Regions from separate parts of the Hordeum vulgare genome. Here region 1 is linked to region 2. A link is a contact called in public Hi-C data. All regions are on one chromosome and are shown on one strand. Each heading gives the region's core, a stretch centred on a gene start, on an enhancer-like site or on the middle of the called end of the contact. The rest is flanking DNA. Distances are from core to core; before and after follow the strand shown.

What was found. A called contact is a pair of places that touch in the nucleus more often than the background predicts.
Region 1: a Hi-C map of seedling shows a contact between it and region 2, with 5 times the contacts expected there. The contact joins the promoter of LOC123430636 here to the promoter of LOC123427456 in region 2. A contact is called at or near these places in 2 of 6 Hi-C or Micro-C datasets (leaf and seedling).

Annotation. Positions count from the first base shown.
Region 1 is chr2H:584,576,131-584,581,344 of MorexV3_pseudomolecules_assembly, forward strand. It overlaps LOC123430636, which reads right to left and starts at 3,876. Exons shown (of 3, transcript XM_045114491.1): 1 at 3,355-3,876; 2 at 3,033-3,195; 3 at 540-1,261. The coding sequence starts at 3,777. The coding sequence ends at 789.
Region 2 is chr2H:584,304,740-584,309,965 of MorexV3_pseudomolecules_assembly, forward strand. LOC123427456 (SPX domain-containing membrane protein OsI_17046) reads right to left here and starts at 2,482. Exons shown (of 12, transcript XM_045111511.1): 1 at 2,178-2,482; 2 at 1,945-2,078; 3 at 173-245. The coding sequence starts at 225.

The DNA.
Region 1 (5,214 bases), core at 2,626-5,125, 270 kb after region 2:
AAAGAAAAGAAAATGGAAAAAAAGACAAAAGGAGGAAAACTGAGTTAATTATACAAGAGGTGTCTTGTCTCCCGTGGTTAGAGCTTCTAAGCTAGAAAGGTTAACACGGAATTTATAGACAAACAAGATCTAATGATATTAGAAAACGGTTAACATCTAGATGTGAAATAGCAATCCTTGACCCATATGTCCTGTAAAAAAAGGGTGCCCCATTTATGTTAATTACACTCGGGTAAAATCGGAACGGACGTGTTGTTTAAACTCTTTTTTGTGTGTTCTACATAGAAAACTAGACATGATTACTCAGTATGTCTTGTGTCCTCTTTCCTCGCTGATGATTATTTACATCATGTGACTTGACATTTAAAAGAGAGCGATTTTCCCAATGCATGTGGTTTCCTAGGATCTTACAAGAAAAATAGTTTTATTACAAATTTCTCTCAAAGCACCTGGTTTCCTAGGATCTTATAAGAACACATGTTTTATTACAAATTTCTAGGTCAGAACACATTGTTGCCAAACTTTTGATGCCCTATCCAAAGCAAAAGACATGTATCCAATAGATTGCAGATCACCCATAAATGTACAAGCACTTACACAACACTGATATTCCAACATCATAGTATCACCATATTATGTTGTGGGATCTCGCAAGGTTGCACCAGTTCATATGTGCTTCTCCTTCGATGATATACACACCAAATAAAAGTTGCAGGACAAAGTTGCTTGGTCCATCTATCTCCATGTTCAAAAGCAGTTTCAAGAAATCATCTTCTCGTTGCCATCGGTCAATATAACTCGTCAACCAATTCTCCGACCAACAACGAGATGATGTCACTCTCAAGATCAGCAACTAGTAACTTCTTTTCATCATCCCCGAAACATCTCCACCGTTGGATCGGCTCAATCTCCGCCTTCACCACTGCCCAAATTGGTCTTAATGAACAATTTTGCCCATCCAACCATGCCTGGGCCGTCTCCAACAATGCCTTTCTTCGACCTAGATTTCTCGGGGTTTTATCGTCGCAAAAGAAATCAACTAGAAGCTTCTGGAAGCAGTGGATGGACCCCGAGGAGCTTGCTTCTAGGAGGTCTAGTATGCCCTGCGCTGACGCATTATCACTGTCTGCTGTGGACTCTGTTTCTGCCATGTTGTAGCTTACATCCTCCGTGGTCGTGGTAGCATCGTCCACGTCAGATATGTCTAGGTCGCCTAGCTGCTCAAATTGCCGAATTTTTTGAAGCAACTCTTGACTTGCTCCTACACAACATAAGTTTTTAATTAGCAACTGATGTATAATGATTTAAAAGATGGTGCATGATATTATGAGCTTCGTAAATAACTTGTATTATAAAAAGGGGCACTTATAAACTAACATTTGCTCCATTGGTAATGGCAGACAATATATAGACACATGGTCCATTGTTGCATGTCCGTCTTACGATAAAACTCGGTGAGCACTGAATAGTACTATGTCAATGTGAATAGTAGTATGTTAATGGGAAAACCCCATTGGATAGCAACATGGCATCATTGGCATGGCAAGTCATAACAAAACACAAGATATCCGGTCTATGCCCCATAACTATTTGGCATTGCTAGGCTGCTAGCTTAATTCTCACATTCTTTGGCTAACCAAACTCCAAATAATATAAGCCTAGGTACTCTAAGTTTGTATTGCAACATAACTTGACACGTAATAAACTCATCTAGAGCTAGCAAACCTTTTATTCATTAATAACACACTGAATAAGGGCATATCTAATGCTAGTCACCAAATGAACATAAGCAAATAGCCATCTAAAGCTCCCCCGGGATTTAAGGATGGCCTGAAGGTTTTCGGATGTCCGCACCAGTCCGTGGACATTTAAGAACTAGCGTTGAAGGCCTAAAGTGTTCTTGATAATTTCAGATTTTTTTGATGATCCACGTTGAAGATGCCCTTACTCACTACATATTGCTTTAGGTTTCTGCCCATCTCCGTGCTATATATGACACTTGACGAGCCGGTGCATGCTAAATTGTTAACTCCCAAGTATGCTCATCTAAAGAGGACAATCATAGTCGACAGCCGGTATATGCCCCTTTCGTGTTACGAAATGCTACTAATATGTGATTACTCTGGATGAGCACCAGATGGATGGTACACCTTGCATGATTACATCCACTGGCCAGCCGCTACTCGGTTGATAAGGCGATTATTCTGTCCATCATTTCGCCCCTTTCTCGCTTTTCATATTGCGTTGGAAACTTTAGAATACGACATGCTCTGTACTTTCCGATAGTGTAGGCTGCGATCGAGAATCAAGTTGTCCCCCGAGTTAACACTTGTTTAATGTGCTGATCATATACAATTCTCCACGCAACCATTATGCGTTGCTGCTCGGCCATCAACCTCACGTTTCCCCCGCTCCTTTTCTTCTTGTAGTACTGCACTACACTGTTCCTTACTTGCACGTATTTGCATCCAACGGTCTGCGCAGGAGCAATGTGCCTTGAGTTGATAAGAGGGGAGACAGGAATGGGTCACCTGATATATATTCGTGGCATGTGGTTGCCATAGCCTAATACGCCAACAGTTCGTGTGCATATATACATCGACCAGGGCATCGAACTGTACTTGATCTACATTAGTTAGGGGCCGTATCATTTGCACACGATTATTTTCTAACTAATCCGGGCTTAAGTAGGAGTACGAACCAAAAGGCGACTTTGCTGTGCTGGCGACTGCAGCACGTACGGTTAGACGGTGGAGGACGGACGAGCCGTGGTAGAAAACGTTGTGCCTGTCGATCGGTGATTACTGTCAACGATCACTACGTGATCGAGACGCCTAAGCAGCTAGCCTGATATCATCACTGTTCTAAAAAAACAAAAGCCAAAACTTAGCCTAGCCTGGTCTTACGGGCGATAAACATGTGCGAGCGCTTTGCATCAAGTGCAATTTTGCAGGGACTTGACGTAGCAGTGACAGGTTCAACGAACAGAATTCACTTCAGAACGAAGAGAAAAGAAGTGCCGAAAGCCTTACTTCGAATGTTGGCGATGCTTCGCTGGAACGTCGGCGACGCGGTCTCGTCGTCTCCATCCACGCCGTCGCCGTCGCCGTTCTCGTCCTCGTCGTCTTCATCCTGGCTGAGGAAATCCATCACCGAGACCGGGCTCAGACGCTGCTTCCGCTCCTGCTCCTGCTCCTGCTCCAAGTGTCGCGTTGCCCCGAGCCCAGCAACCTGTTAGAAGGAGGATCGCGCGATCCAATGCAAACCAACAACCAACCGGCACGAAGAACATAATTAAGCAGAAAAGGGAATGGAGACGTGAGGTGAATTCACAGGAAAAGGGTGCACTCTTACCTTTGTTTCGCTGTTACGGCGGCCGGCGAGACCTGCACCGACGTCACCCGCCTGGCCACGCTCCCGACTCCGCCCCGGCGACGAACCATCCCTCCTTCCGATGGCTGTGGTGGACGCTGAGCAGCTGGGAACCCTCCTCTCCACCGCCTCCTCGCCCCTTCTCTTCTTCCAGAAACCCATACGCAGCTTCTTCGGGAAATTCCCGGCGAGCGCGACCTCCCCCTCCCTTCCCGATGGCCGGAATAACGCGGCCCTCACCGCAGCGGATACCCTCGCCATCACGTCGCCGTTGCGCCGCGTGCTACGAAGCTCGGCGACGAGGTGGCGCGGGTAGCACCCGAAGCCGCCGCGGGAGAGCTCCGCGGTGAACTCCAGCTCAAGCCACTCCTTCAGCATCAGCGCCGGCCTCCCCTCCAACTCCATGGCTGGCACCCTGCGCTTTCTTGCACGGCTGCCCAACTGAACTGCACTCCCAGAGAATAAAATGATGTAATGTTCTGCTAGCTTGTGCCCTGATGGGCGATGGAGCAAGGAGCAAGGAGGCGAGACCTGTGTGGTCTTTGGGGGGTGGTGAACAGAGCGGCAGACGCAGACACTACAAGTAGTAATCTTTGTATATGATCTGCCGGACTGTGACACGCACGAGTTAGCCGGAGACTCGGAGTGGGATGGTTTGGGCGGTAGTGCAGTAAAATTTTGTTTGGAAGCTGGAGGTGCAGAGGATGTTTGCACTTGGCATTGTCAGGCCAGGGATTAAGAAGCGTGTCGCATCGGTTTCGGGGAGGTTGCAGCCAAAACAGTGTATGCATCGGATGCTTAGGCTGTTTTCACGCACTGTTTGTCGTGTTTGGCGGTGTCTTAATAAGAGCTTATGTGAGCAAATGGATTAGAATGACCGTGCAAAGTAGTAAAGGATAAGCTAGGGGTTAGTACTGAAAAATGATTTTGGATCAGTTGATGCGTTATCAACCGTCGGATGCAAAATTAATGGCTAGATCGTCTTCTTCAACCTCCTGTCAATGATCAGGCGTGTTTCTTATTTGTGAGTCCCACAATCATATTTCTTATTTTCTTCATGATATGTCCGATTGCTTTCATGTAATTGGTGAAGAGTAAGAGAGGGAAAGAAAAGAACGAATAAAGAAAAAGAAAAGTGGTTCGGGGTGAGGTCGCGTCCTACGTGACGGACTGACCGGGCACGTCCGGGCCGCGAGCCCTTATATCTTCTCTATATTTGATATGTATATGGTTATGAGGGTTCACGGACAGCCCGAACGTATAGGGATGATATAAGGGGTCATTAACCAGACGCGTCCACGGGCGTATGAAGGGAAGTTTGAGGTGTCCGGTTGTAGATGCTCTTAATTAGCTAAAATTATATAAAATTTTCTCTAAAATACGAGTTTTCTTTACTATACACACTTTATTAATCAATAAAACAATGTACAATTGCACACATACATGTGAAATCTAGCAGAAAGATCAAGACATGATAGATGTCGAGATAAAATTCTAGAATGAACTCCACATAAAAATATATTACAAATGAGCCCATCGGAGTCCCTGCAAACAACCAAATATGAAATTGCCATCGAACATCAATGCCGCCGAGACGCACATCGAAAGAAGAGGCAAAACACCAGCAAACCAAAATCCGGACCAGCATCATAGCCTTGTAGGCGTTGTGAGCCAAAGATCAGACCTGCATAACATGCACTTGACGATGTGACGTGTCAGTCGAGGATGTTCCCCACACTGACCTAAAATTAGATCCGACGCATCTTGTCACTATTGCCGCAAAAAAACGCCATCGTCGAACCACCAACCATGTACTAGCACTAATATGTCCCACTTATCGGC
Region 2 (5,226 bases), core at 1,232-3,731:
AAATAAGTTAATTGTGGTTAAAAGTGTCACACGTACGCATGGCTCAAACTAGAATAATATATTTTTTGTAGAATAATATGTAATCAATTTGGTATTAAAGTATGAAAAGTCTTCTCTTCCTCTCAACAGATAAAAGAAAAAACTTTTCAGAAGGACTTCAAGACAGACATACCCTTTCCATTCTTCTACTTGATCTGCCATCAACTTCTTTCCAAAGTTCACCATCTTGCTGTTTCTACCAGAATCTAAAACATACTGAGGATAAATCATTAGATGATATGGCACACAAAAACCCATCACAAATGCAGTATCAATTAGACAGCAACTGTGTTACGCAAGCACACTTATGGAATTATTTTTCTATTTTTTATTATATTTAGTAAATTAATTTACTTGTTGCTATCAAATGGATCATTGATTTGCAGTCTAACGTAGGAAAAAGGGAAGGATAGTGATGTACAACTAAGACTTAGAAGCCGCTCCCTAAATAAGGAATGGCATGATTTAGCCAATAAACAGTATGGTCACACGATTCAGCATTAATCAAACGAAAACTACATAAATATTATTTATCACACTCTACCCATTTCTCTGTTTATACAAAATAAATTTAGGGAACCGTCCACTCCATAAGAATTTTGTCATTCACCACAAGGGTCGATTCACGGGGCACAGTAAGTACTTTTAAACAGCAGATCTCAAAGAGAACACAGCTTTTGCCACACAAAAAAAGGAGAACAAAGAACTGGAGACATGTTTGGAGGATCGCACAGATTAATCATGGTGTCGAGAATGATTGGGGAGTCACTGGAGGCGTAACTGTTAGTCTGCTGTAACATTAAGTCAAAAACGTGCTAAATATCTGTCGCATGACTTATCACTGATTGCACCTACATCAAGCTAGTATTAAGTATTAATAGAGCGCAATTGGACAAAATTAATCTATGGTCCGAAGTTGGGACGGATCTGCCAGAGATAATATTAACATCTCAACATCTTGGCTGTCCATGGCTGCCGGATGTGAAAAATAGTCTCCCAAGGTTGATAAGCCAGGTAGCAACAAAACCTAGAACCTGCATGTGTCGTGGCGACAAAATGACGGGGCCTCCATGGCCAGAGGAGCTCATTTATTGAGATACGGAATCGATCATGGGACCCTAAGCTAGAGTACTTCAACAACTTCTCTTTCACCTTGTCCTTGTAAGAAGTCTTATTCTATTTCACCCTTAAAGTAAACTACAGAGTCCTTTCACTTGTCCATTTGTCTTGCAGTGGTTGTTTTGTGGACGAAATCTTGCGGTGGTTGTTTTCTGGACGAAATCATGCGGTGGTTGTTGAGACAAAGCCTCAAGGGTCAAAATTGCTGTCCTCCTTATGTTATTATTTACCTTACGTTATAAGTTTGTCTGGTGCAATAGAAGTTCAAGTTCAGTTCACCGTGATGGGAAGGGAGAAAGAAAATCCTGAGGACTGAGAGGTCGACTCAAAGAAAACTATGCAATGTGCAGGATGAACTTGGATGAACACACACATATATCCATCAAATCTTTCATCCAAAATTCATATACTTCACCGGAAAGGAAAAAAACAAACATATGGCTGTCTTGTTAGGAGTACAGAGTACTGACTACCAACACATGCACCTAGCAAATAATAATTGGAGAAGCAACGTGCAGCTAAGCCGCACCTAGACACAAACACATGCACCTAGCAACTGGACCGATCTACTTTCACTCGACATTTCTCTGTAGATGTCCTAACGAACTCACGTGTTGAATGATACGACCGGACAGTGCACAATACTGAAACCTAAGGATCGAGGGCTCGAGGCGGAGCAGGAGTGAAAAGAAGCATGTAGCAAAGCAAAAATTCGTTGAACACGTACGGCACTCTGTAAAGGAAGTCGCGGAGTATGACACAGTCAAACTCGGAGAAGGAACTCACCGTCACCTCGAGCTTAACCGTGACCAATGGCTGAGGAAACAGGCGAATCCGAAGCTCGATCGATCAGTTCTGGACTCTCCCCGGCTAGTTAGATGAACATCAGCAAACCTGGCCTGGCCGCGACGCAGCAGTCCCTGCAGCACCGGCGAATCAGTTTTCCAATCCGGTCGAAGCATTAACAGAATCAATCAGCCACGCAGGGCGTGCGGAGAACGGGATGGATAGTTACTCACTCACACATATGGACGGCACTCAGCACGGGGGCATGCAGATGCAGGTCAGGCCTACTCGACGATGGCTCCAGGTGCGAAGGGGAAGGGACGGGAGACGAGAGGCGTGGGGCGGTATATATAGGAGCAGCAGTGGCAGGTGGCGTGGGGGGAGAAGAAGAAGAAGAAGAAGAAGAAGAAGAAGGCAGATTGGATTGGGAAGGGGAGGGAGAGGAGGAGGGTGGAGGGTGGAGGCGCGGGGTGTCTCGGGGTTGTGGCGGAGACGGCGCTGCCGCTTTGGCTGCCGATGACTAGCGCGCGGCACTGCTCCGCGTGTTGCGGGTGCGGACGTCGAGGATCGCGTCTGGACTCTCCGCCTTGTCACCGTCCGCGGGCGGGCCCGTGGCCAGGATTTACCCGCTTTCGTTCTCCTTTCCTTTCCTTCCTCGCTTCTTTTGCTGGCAATCCGATCCCAGCCGCCTGGAGGATTCATCCGATCCGATCCCACCGTGGAGCGCGACGGTTTCAATTCGACGGTGGATGTTTCCCTGTATGTTTTCCTTTTGCCGGAACTATATACCATTGGTTTTGCATCTTTGTTCGCGGTCGCGCCTACATGATGACTGCCACACCCACGGCTTGCCCCGCCGTTTAATCGGCAAATATTGAGATGGTCTATGAGTCCCTTCTTTTACTTAATATATACTACCTTCGTTTAAAATAAATGTAGTTGATCTAGTGTTAAATTTATACTGATTTGATATTAAATATATGACACTTATTTTTAGGATGGAGGGAGCATATACAAATTAATTTAAAGCCAGGTTCTTCTTGAGCCTTCGTTTTATAAAAAAAAGGTACATATCAATATGATGCAACCAGGATGATGCTTGGTTGTTTGATCTTGGGCATGACCTTGATGATGTGGGCATTGCAGAGCATTTGAACTTGTGGCGGCATATGGCTGAGTTCAAGCTGGACATGGACGCAAGGGATATGATTCAATGGGTCTGAGAATCAGACGGATACTCTTCTCAGATCGGCATATGGAATTTGTGAGGCGTGATGCCACACCATATGAAGAATTTGTCTCGAGGTTGCGTGCACCATGATAGTATTGCTTTTTTTCGTTTGGATAGCCATGCAGGATCGTTACTGGATTCCGGACAGTCTTTGGAGAAGAAGATTACTGCAGCACGACACATGCCTTCTTTGTGACCAAGAGGTCGAGATGATCAACCATATACTCATAATATGTGTTTTTGCCAGAACAGTTTGGTCGACTAATTGATCTGTGCTAGGCAAGCCACAATGGACCCCCTCTCCAAATGATACCATTGTGGATTGGTGCAATGGCTTGCCCGGCAACCGCGAGCGGCTCAAGGAGATTCACTCCATCACTATGTAGGTTATGTGGGAAATTTGGAAGCATCGCAATGCCACCATGTTTGACGGGGCATCGCCATGCATCAGTCGTATCCCTCCCAAGATCAAAGCGGAGGTCGTGTTTGGCATCGGGCAAGGTTACTCAAAGGGGGCTACGGTGAGATCTCGGGAGGCTTATCTAGTTTGACAGGGGCGGGTAGTTAGTCTAGCGTGTTGAGCATGGATGGATGACATCGTCAGGCGTCGCCAGATGTTGTATGGCTTTGCACTAGCCAATGCTTGTATATGGACTTGGGTACTCTACGCACTCTACCCATTTAATGCATACTACGCATACTCATGCACATTCTAGCAAAAAAAATATCAAGATGATGCAGAGTATCATGTATCCACACACAAATATCTCCCTTAACCATAGGGGAAATACACTGGCGGAGCTAGGAGTGGTCGGATGGGCCACAACCCACCTGTGTTGCAAAGCTTAAAATTGAATAATAATAATATGAATATTTCTCACTTTTGGCTTCATTACTGGGGAAGGCAACTATAGTTTTATGAGTCTGAACTGAATATATTGCTCAGAGATGATGAATTAAAATGGAGGCAAATATCTAATAGGAGATTTGGAAGAAGGAGATGGAAATACTAGATATTTCCAACTAAAAGTTAGTTCTAGGGGAAAAAGAAGAATATTATCTCATGTTTGATGAAGATGTAGATCTCATCACTGTTGGATCTGAATTACTGCTTCATATTAGTGATTTTTGCAAACAGTTGTTTCAGCCCGTTGATATCACATCTATTAGATTAGATGGAATTTGATGCTCTCAGTTGAGTGAATAAGATAGAAATATGCTTGTTGAACCCTTTACTTTGGAGGAAATCAAGGGAACTCTCTTTGGAACGAAACATAATACAGTTGTTGGCCCTGATGGTTTACCAATATAATTTTGCCAACTTTTTTTGGGAGACGATCAAGGATGGCCTGAAAGAGTTGTTTGATGATTTTCATGTGTAAAGCTTGATATTGTGAGATTAAACCATGAGATTATCACAATCTTTGATTCCAAAGTTACCAGATGTTGGTTGAATTCAAAACTTTAGACCAATTTTGTTTGTTAAATGTCAGTTAAAAAGCACTGACCAAAATTTTAGCTAATAGACTATAACTCATTATTAGTTGTATTGTTAGTGATACCTAAATTACCTTTATTAAAGAAAGATTTATCATGGAGGGTGTGATGGTGCTTCATGAGATCATACATCGGTTGCATCATAGCAAGCAACCCGGGTTCTAACTCAAAATAGAATTTGAAAAAGCCTATGTAATAGTTAAATGGCATTTCCTTTACCGAATGATGTAAAAAAATATGACTTGGTGTTTGGGTGATGAAAGCTGTTAGGGGAGGCAAGGTTGCTATCATAGTGAATGATTATGTGAGGCCTTATTTCTTTACTCACAAATGAGTTAGAGAAGGAGATCCCCTAGCTCCTCTGCTTTTTGACATAGTTGTTGATGGGTTAGCTTTGTTGGTTAAGCAAGCACAACACAAGGATTGATACCTCGCTTATCCCTCATTTGCTTCATGGAGGTCTAGCTTTTCTAAAGTATGCTGATGACATAGTTTTTCTGATGAAAGATTATTCATTGGAAGCAAGGAATTTCAAGTAGATCCTAGGTATATTT